Linked DNA regions of Sus scrofa: region 1 is linked to region 2. Evidence: chromatin contacts called from public targeted proximity ligation data. All regions are on one chromosome and are shown on one strand. The core of a region is the stretch at or near the end of the contact, and the rest is flanking DNA. Distances in the headings are between cores, read along the strand shown. Region 1 holds the start of LOC100524554 (cytochrome c oxidase assembly factor 5). Region 2 holds the start of KIAA1211L.

The links.
Region 1: a contact with region 2 is called in a targeted proximity ligation map of alveolar macrophages. A contact is called at or near these places in 2 of 2 datasets of targeted methods (alveolar macrophages and skeletal muscle).

What each region holds. Positions count from the first base shown.
Region 1 is chr3:55,674,579-55,678,941 of Sscrofa11.1, reverse strand. It overlaps LOC100524554 (cytochrome c oxidase assembly factor 5), which reads right to left and starts at 1,900. Exons shown (of 3, transcript XM_005655200.3): 1 at 1,682-1,900. The coding sequence starts at 1,780. UNC50 (protein unc-50 homolog) reads left to right here and starts at 1,947. Exons shown (of 7, transcript XM_013987864.2): 1 at 1,947-2,095; 2 at 3,128-3,411; 3 at 3,510-3,581. The coding sequence starts at 3,132.
Region 2 is chr3:55,349,039-55,353,109 of Sscrofa11.1, reverse strand. KIAA1211L reads right to left here and starts at 2,620. Exons shown (of 12, transcript XM_021087220.1): 1 at 2,341-2,620; 2 at 1,362-1,629.

The DNA.
Region 1 (4,363 bases), core at 651-3,150, 330 kb before region 2:
CACATGGTGACCTTCCACTCAAGCCTCAGGTCACGTTGCCCAGGCTACAGGCCAGCATGGCGCCAGCTCCCCATAGCGCCCCCACACCTCCCTGTTTCTGCAATGCTGTTCTCTCAGATTCTCCCCACAACCTCCACAGCCCCCACTCCTTTACTTAATAAACCACTACTCAATCTTTAAGGCTCAGATCAAATATCACCTCATCCGTGACAAGTTTCCAAATTCCAAGTAAGTTGCTCTCCATTGGGTGCCCAAGGCATTTTCCTCCCCTACCCATTAAACAAGATTTCCTAATTGCTTACATTACCCTTATCACAGGAAGTTAGCCCCTTACACATCTGTTCTTCCCATCAGACCAAGCCGATGCAGGTAGTGATTGTAACTAATTCATCTCTGCATCACCTGTGCCTGGTATAATTGCTGCCACTTAGTAGGTATTTACTAGGAGCTGCCTGAATACATGCACCAATGAAGCAGCAGGAAGGAAACAGCCGGGGACAGGGCACCTCAGTCTCCTCAGCTGAATGACCAAGTTGTACAGATAATCTCTTACATTCATATCTGCTCTGAAGTTTTACCAGACACCGGGAGGCCAGTCTGGCCAACCGCCCCAATCAGGGAACCAAACGTAAAGCAGAAATCAGTAGAAACACCTGATATAACCTCTGGGGGTAGTTATTTTTTTCTTTGAAATAAGGGCAACCTTTTTCTTCTTCTTTTTTTTTTTAAGGGCCCCACGAGTGGCACACTTAAGTTCCCAGGGTAGGAGTCGAATCAAGAGCCACACAGGATCCGAGGCGAGTCCGGGACCAACACCACAGCTCAGAGCAACGCCGGATACCTAACCCAATGAGCAAGGCCAGGGATGGAACCCGAGCCTCAAGGATACTTGTCGGGTTTGTTACCCGCTGAGCCACAATGGGAACTCCGAGGGCAACTTTCTGAAATCATATCTCCAAATGCAAAAATAATTACTGACTACCCTCTCACCAGGCTGTTTTAATTGGAAAATGTTTTTGTGCTTTAATTGGTTTTCAGGCCAGAACCCAGCTCCCCCGTCAGCTCTGAAACCCACTGCATTCAAATTGGCTCCTGAGAAGAGCTGTGGCTGTAGTGACGGAAAAACCTGAGAATAACCTTCCATTACCGCACAAAACCAGCAGTAGGGGGAGCTCTAAGATACAAAGTGGAGAAAAGGCGCTTACAACTTACCCAGGAGTGCACGGAACTCCAGCTCAACAACAAATTCTAACCAACACAAGGCAAAACATAGTATCTTTTCAGCCACAACTGAACAGAGAAAAACGAAGCTACTAGCCAACACAGTGTGCCAAGCTCTAACTTACTGATTCTTATCAGTTGAATAGGAAACCTGTCTATTCTCCTTCATGCCTCCAAAACCTAGCAGAGTGGCAGCATTCAATGCCTATTTTCGCAACTGAAACGGTTTCCCTTTTACAAAAACCAATAGGGAGGTATCTTTATCTCCAATTTCACACCGTTGGAAAGTGAGGCTTAGACAGCGGATTTGCCCAAATTCATTAAGTTGTTGCGGCGCTCAATACCCAGGTCGGAGAACTCAGAGGCACGTCTTTTAACCGCCAGCGGCCTGAGCGGGGCCCTTCGCCGGCCCCGCCTCCCGCTTCGGGCTTCGGTCACCCCGAGCCCCCGGCCGCGCTACCTGGAGCACGCAGTCCGACTGCAACAGACACGCGCCCAGGTCCTCCTTCACGCCCGCGCACGCGCCGCCCTCCGGCTTGTCCTCGTAATACCGAGGCATGACCGCGCCTCCCGCCCGCCGCGGCCGGGACACACACGAGTCTGCAACCGAGCCCGACACGGTAAGACGCCAGCGACCCCGCACAGGGCGGAACCGGAAGCCGGCAGCAACCACTTCCGGCGAGCGCGCTTTGGAGGGCGAGACCCAGAGGCCGCGCTTGCGCACGCGCGGCGAAACTGGGTCACGTGACGTGGTGCGCCTCCAGCGTCGCCGACGTTGCTGAAAGGGAAGTTGGTCCAGCGGCTGCTGAGCTCGGCTGCTGCGCGGATGTGCTGGGTCAGTTTGGAGCGGGTGGAGGTCGCCGCGGGGCTCTAGGTGAGACCTGCCGATCGTCGGTTCCGCGCACGTCTTGGGCTCGCCCCGGGCCTTTTCCTCTGCCGTCTCACTGCCCTGGGTCACCTGGCCCTAGAGTGACCGCGCCCAGGTCCGGCTGCTCGGCCTGTGGTAGGACTGCCAGGCAAAATCAAGGAGGCCAGTTACAGTTGAATTTCAGATAATTCAGTAATGTTTTGCTATGCGTATGTGCCACGTAGTGTTTGGGACCTGCTTATACTAAAAATTACTCCTGTATTTGAAATCCAGATGTAACTGGGCGCCCAGTGTTTTTATGCTTAATCTGGCCGTTCTATCCGCGGCCCGGGTCAGCGGGAAGCAGCTGGGCCTGGAAGGCGCTGCTGGCGTCCCGGTGGCCTGGGGCGTGAAACTGGGCACTGAGCTGCTGGCACGGAGCGTGGGGGCTGGACTCCCACGCTGTCATTCCCCACCTAAACCACTTACTTTGGAGTTTTGGTTTGTTTTGACATCACATTCTAGGGAATGAATTACGTGCTGGTTATACACTGATGGACCTGTCTGATAGGGCATTTATTTTACCTCGTCCATAACATGGTTTCTGTTTGGCTTAAGCAAAGGCTTTCCCCTAAAAGCCTTAGTTGGTTAAGAGCAAAAATTGAAGGGTGGAATTTTGAGCCAGAGTACGTGAGTTGGAAGTTTGTTTCCAACACTAGCTCTGCTCTTAAGAGGGTCACTTCATCCTCCAGCGCCTCCGTTGTCGCTCTCAGCAGTAGCTCGCTGGGACCGTGGTTGAGGATCTAGGGAAGCGAAGTGTGGGGAATGGATGGACCGTGTAACAGTTCAGAAGGGCGTGGGGCAGCCCTTGCCTGAAGTGTAATCAGTTCTCCAGCCCCCAAACCGGCCTCAAAACCACCTGCATCCCCTTTTAAGCCCTCTTCTTAAGGATCCGAGCCCAAATGTAAAGTGATCTCCCACCTAAATAATTCAGAAGAGGGGTGCTAGCCAGCCATTCCTTCGGATAACTTGTAAAAGAGTTTTTTCTCTTCCATCTAGGAAGATGTTACCAAGTACTTCAGTGAATTCCCTATCCCAGGGGAATGGAGCACTGAATTCCAGGGATGCAGCGAGGCACACAGCTGGAGCAAAACGCTACAAATACCTGCGCAGGCTTTTTCGTTTTCGGCAAATGGACTTTGAGTTTGCAGCCTGGCAAATGCTCTACCTGTTCACGTCCCCACAGAGAGTTTACAGAAACTTCCATTACCGAAAGCAGACAAAGGATCAGTGGGCCAGAGATGACCCTGCTTTCTTGGTCCTATTAAGTGTCTGGCTCTGTGGTAAGTGTTAGTTTTTTTGCAATAAAGTTAAAGAATAAATTGAGTCTTTCAGGTCGGACTTGTCATTTCGAGAGTCTTTTGTTATCATCATGTCACAGGTCACAATTTGAGGATCTCTGAAACTGTTTCTGCCTTTCTGGAGCCTCACAAATCTCACAAGACGGAAAGTGGTATTCTTCCTGGTTCTGAAGGTCCCAAGCAGATGCCAGAGTAACCTGTTTCCTCAGAACTTTGAAAAGCAGAGGACAGAGTCACCCCATGTCTTTTTTTTTTTTCTTAAGGCTGCACCTGAGGCATACATAAGTTCTCAGGCCAGAGGTCAAATCCGAGCTACAGCTGCTGGCCTACACCACAGCCACAGCAACACAGAATCCGAGCCACGTCTGTGACGTATACCACAGCTCATGGCAATGCCAGATCCTTAACCCACTGAGTGAGGCCAGGGATTGAACCCGAATTCTCATGGATACTAGTCGGATTTGTTTCCACTGCGCCACAACGGGCACTCCGTTCCATGTCTTTCAACTACCATGATAAAGAAACTGGTACCCAAATGCAAACTTCCTGTGAAAAAGGACTATTGAGCTTAGAGATTGCATTTTGCGGTCAGCCCAGTGCAGAGTGGGAGTTGTAAAAGCACTGATGGGAACTCGAGAAACTACTTTTAAGTTCTCTTGTGGTACAGTGGAAGGGTCTGAACCACCTTTGGGGTGTTGGATTTTTTTCACCTCTAACTGGACTTGAGTATATGCATGCCTTTTCAGCACTGGTGGTGTTCTGTATATTGGGGCTACTCTGGTGAACCATAGACAGATGGGGGCGGCCTCGGTAAAATTCACATATCTCAGTTGGCCCTTCTGTGTTCCCAGATGATCTGCATTTCTTAATCAGTTACATCAAACACACTTTTGGGGTTTTGATTACATACTTTTGGGATCTGAAAGGCAGAGAC
Region 2 (4,071 bases), core at 1,371-3,870:
CTCCGCAAAAGACCCCAAACAGGAAACATCTCGACTCAAGATTCAAATGCTTCTTCAGGGTCTCTGTGCAACAAAAGCAGAATTTATGAGCATCTGTGCACAAGGCTCACGGCTAAGCTCCAAAAGAAAAGTGGGTGGTAGCAAGCTTGGCAAGGCAAATCCAGGCCCCCTGAGCCGTCTTGGAAAACTTACCCTCCAGGAGGGCCAGGCGCCTTCACCCACAGTTTCTCATTTAACCCCATGAGCTGGCTGTCAGCCCTCCTGTTCTGCTCAGTCCAACGCAGCAAAATTCGGTGACTAGTGCAGGATGACCAAGTCAAATGACAATCCGAATAGGACAGCCACCCTTTAGCTTGCCTCACGTGCCTGGTCCCACCCGGTGGCCAGAGGCTGTGTGTGACCTGTGCAACATCCACAGAGGAGCCACTTTTTTGATTTTATAAATAAAGAAACTGGTGTTCAGAGAGATCAAGAAACTTGACTTACAGACAAGTCTAGAACTAGGGTGAGGCACTGGCTCCAGGCACAAAATTTAAGGGGCTACCAAAAAAAAAAAAAAAACCCTCCAAAGATAAATGTTACTGTCAAGTGTTTTAAAACATTAAAACTAACCACAAAACTCACACTGTACCAAATATCCCCATTTTAAATAAGGACAGGATGTGTATTACCAACTTTCCTTTCTGCTTTAGGCTCCAATATGGCTCAGCCCATCACTGGGCCAGAGCCAGGAACCTAGCCAGGCTCAATCCTCCCCCACCGGCCCCCAAAGGCAGGGCCCCCAGAAGCCACACTACTGCCTCTAGATATGTTTCTTCCTTGCAATGTTCTGACCTCAAAGGGCCCTAAGGTGTGACCATGATGCTCCATCACTCCAGGTGGAGTCTAAACAGATTCTATTCCGGGGTCACGTGCGCCTGTTATGTAAATGAGGGAAGCGTGCAGACTTGAATAAGGGAGCAGGATATTTTAAGATATCAGTTTGGGAAGGTGCAGGGTGGGCTCTACAAGGATCACACAGCAGCTTGTCTCCCACTTGACGGATTTCTGGCTCAAACTTAAGTATTTAGCAGTGACACGAAGCCAGCTGCCGCCTGTGCCGCCTGTACTACCTACGCCAGTGCAATCCAAACGATGGCATTCCTTTTCACTTTGCATTTCAAAAGCCAAAGCTTAGGCGGTAACTACCACACTGGAGTAACCGCTTAAGCTCTGATCACTTGTCGCCTCGTATTAAAGCCCTGCCTGTTGAACAAAATATGTGCTGACTAAGAATTTGAACATTTCTTAGATCCACCCCGACTCTCTCACTGGTGGCTTGTAATCAAAGCCTCAAAACTGAATAAGAAATAAACCATTACCTGAAGCAGAAGGGAACGGTTAATGACTCTGTCCACTATTTTCTCGTGCCGGCCGTGGCCCTTAGCGACTTTAGAAGGCACACTTTGTCTACTGCCAACTTCAACCCGGCAGAAGGTCTCCCCCTCTCCTCGTTTCCGAACGCGATCAAGATCAATGGCGAGGCTTCACCTTGCGACGCAAAGTTGAGTCCGGCAAAGTGAGCAAAGGGAAACTTCAGCCACTGGTGCGAGCGCAGCCGGCTGGTCTGGGTCCCGGGTCCGAGCTGCCCTGAAAGGCGGCCGGGGAAGGACGTCGCGTCCACGGGCCGAGGAGCACCTGGCGACAGCGCCCCGCCCTCGGCGACCCAACACACCTGGCCGGCCTGCCCGGCGCCGCTCCCACCTGGATCCCCGCGCCACCGGTCTCCCCTCGATGCCCCCCGTTCCCCGCCCTCGCAACCAACCCCGGCCCGGTACCTGCACGGGAGCGCGGCGGGCTCCGCCAAGCGCCCGAGGCTCGGTCGGCGGGGTGGGGGCGACGGGGCTCCGGCCCCCGCCCGACGCCGCGCGGACGCCTGGCCGGCACAGGACGCAGCAGGTGGCCGCCCGGCCTCGCAGCCGCGGGGTCCGGGCCCGAGAGCCGGGCGCGGGCGCGGGCGCAGGCGCGGGCACGACCCTCGGGCGCCGGCCCTCGCCCGGCCTCGGCGCGCGCTCCCCGGCCCGGGCGCGCCGGCTCGGCTCGGCTCGGCTGCTCCCGGCGCGGCGGGGGCGGACGCCGCTCGGTTCGCTCGCCCGCCGCGCGCACCTCCCTCCCCAGCGGCGCGCCGCTCCCGCCGCCCCGCTGAGTCGGCCGCGAGCTCACGGGGGCGGCGCCGGGCGGAAGGCGGGCGGCGGCGCTGTCGGGGCCGCGGGGCGTCGGGGACCTCTTTGGCCCAGAGGACAAGGCGCCCTCGCCGGGTTGCGGATGCGGCCGCGACTCCAGCCTTCGCCTCGGCATTACCTGGGGGCTCCGCATCCTCCTCGAAGAGCCGGTTGCCCACGGGTGGGAATTGTGCATTTGAATAAAAGTAAAAGTTTGCTGGTTTTTTTAAATAACCGTGTGGGTCCGGAGCGTCTCCGGGCTAATTAGGGAAGCTGCCGCCCTGTCTTGGGGTGAATCATTGTTGTGACACTGCAAGTGTGGGAAGAAAGGCTGCTGACGATTTCTCAGCCTCGCGGGCTCCCCTTTCTTTCCTGTGGAGACGGGCTGGCCCGTGACAGGAGAGCGTCTTAGGAAACATGCTGGCCTCCTGTGGCAGGAACAGCCCGTCCCAAGCACGTGCCTCCAGAGCCGCGAACTTTCCCGGCAGGGGGGTGGGGGAGATGCATGTGAACTGTGACCCGCAGGGAACCGGGGCCGTTACAGCTGACTCTAAAGAAATCCTCACGCCGGCTAGAAGAGCTCATGCTAGAGTCCCAGAGTGACATTTCAGTGACACCTGACATCTGAATCACCAGGAATGTCCGAGCTGTTATGTGTCGCCCCACCCCCAAGTCTGTGCCGCATCCTGAGGTTGTGGGTCTGGGGATTTTTCCCTGGGGACACGGGACTGGAGAAGCCCGGGTTTGTACCGCTACCCGCCGCAGAGCAGGGCAGAACGCTAGAAGGGGCTCTCTCCACCTCTGGCTTTAAACGCGATCAGAATCCCAAATAGAAGAATCAGAGGCAGGGAAAAGAAGCTAAAGACATCTCATTTACTTGAGCATATAAAGACAAGTTTACTTTAAAAATTTTGTGTGTGTGTGTTTAAGCCCTCTGCTACAAGCCATCCTCTTAAAAGCCGCTTTTGCCCTTAAGTGCTTTAAATTCCCTTTGTGAAAGGAACAGAAATATATTGTGAATCAACCAATAGACCCCAAGTTAGTAACTTGTGCTCACAATGGACAGGTGACTCATGACAATCAGACAATGTCTCTGTTGGGGGGTGAGGGTGTTTGCTTTTTTCAGAATCCTCGAACTAAACTGAACAACTCCAAACGAACCTACACACCCCTTCTCTCCTCTCCCACCTTGAGCCTCTGCTCCTCACTGTTCAAAATCACATTTATTTTTTGTTGTAGCTGGTAAATGTTTATTGACTCCATAAATCACCTTTCTACCTACGGAGTTCATTTGTTGCCAGAATATCTTCAAGTTCTGGCTTTGTTTGCATGTGCTGCGGGTGGCTTTTGAGATTCTTAGGAGGCTTTGAGAGGAACTTTCTGAAGTTCTTGGTGATTAGTTAAGAAAGAACATGGTGTCAACACCCAGAATAGAAAGTGGTGAATAGGCCAGGAAAACGGGAAATTATCTGGCAACCAGTAGAGCCAGCACCTTTGTGCTTTAAAAGCATAGAAAGAAAGAATGCCCTGCACCCCACCCACCCACCCCCAGGGTCCTGCCCTGTGGTCTTCAGGGGAGATTTTTCCCTCCTTAATGCTTCTTGGATGAAACCATGAAGCTGGGTTGAGAAAAGGCTGTCAGTAAAGTTTTGCCAGAAGTTCCAAGGAAACAGCCTCCATGCAGAGTTTCTGAAAACCTATGCAGACAACTATAAAGCTCAGAGCACAGGGTTATTATTTTTTTTTTTTTCCCAAACTCTAGAAAATCTCTTAGCCAAATTTGACCACTTCCTCCCAGGGAAGGAGAACCTCACAGATTAGGCAAAGAAGGCTGTGCTGCCTCTAAACGTATTGTACCTCATCTGGGAAC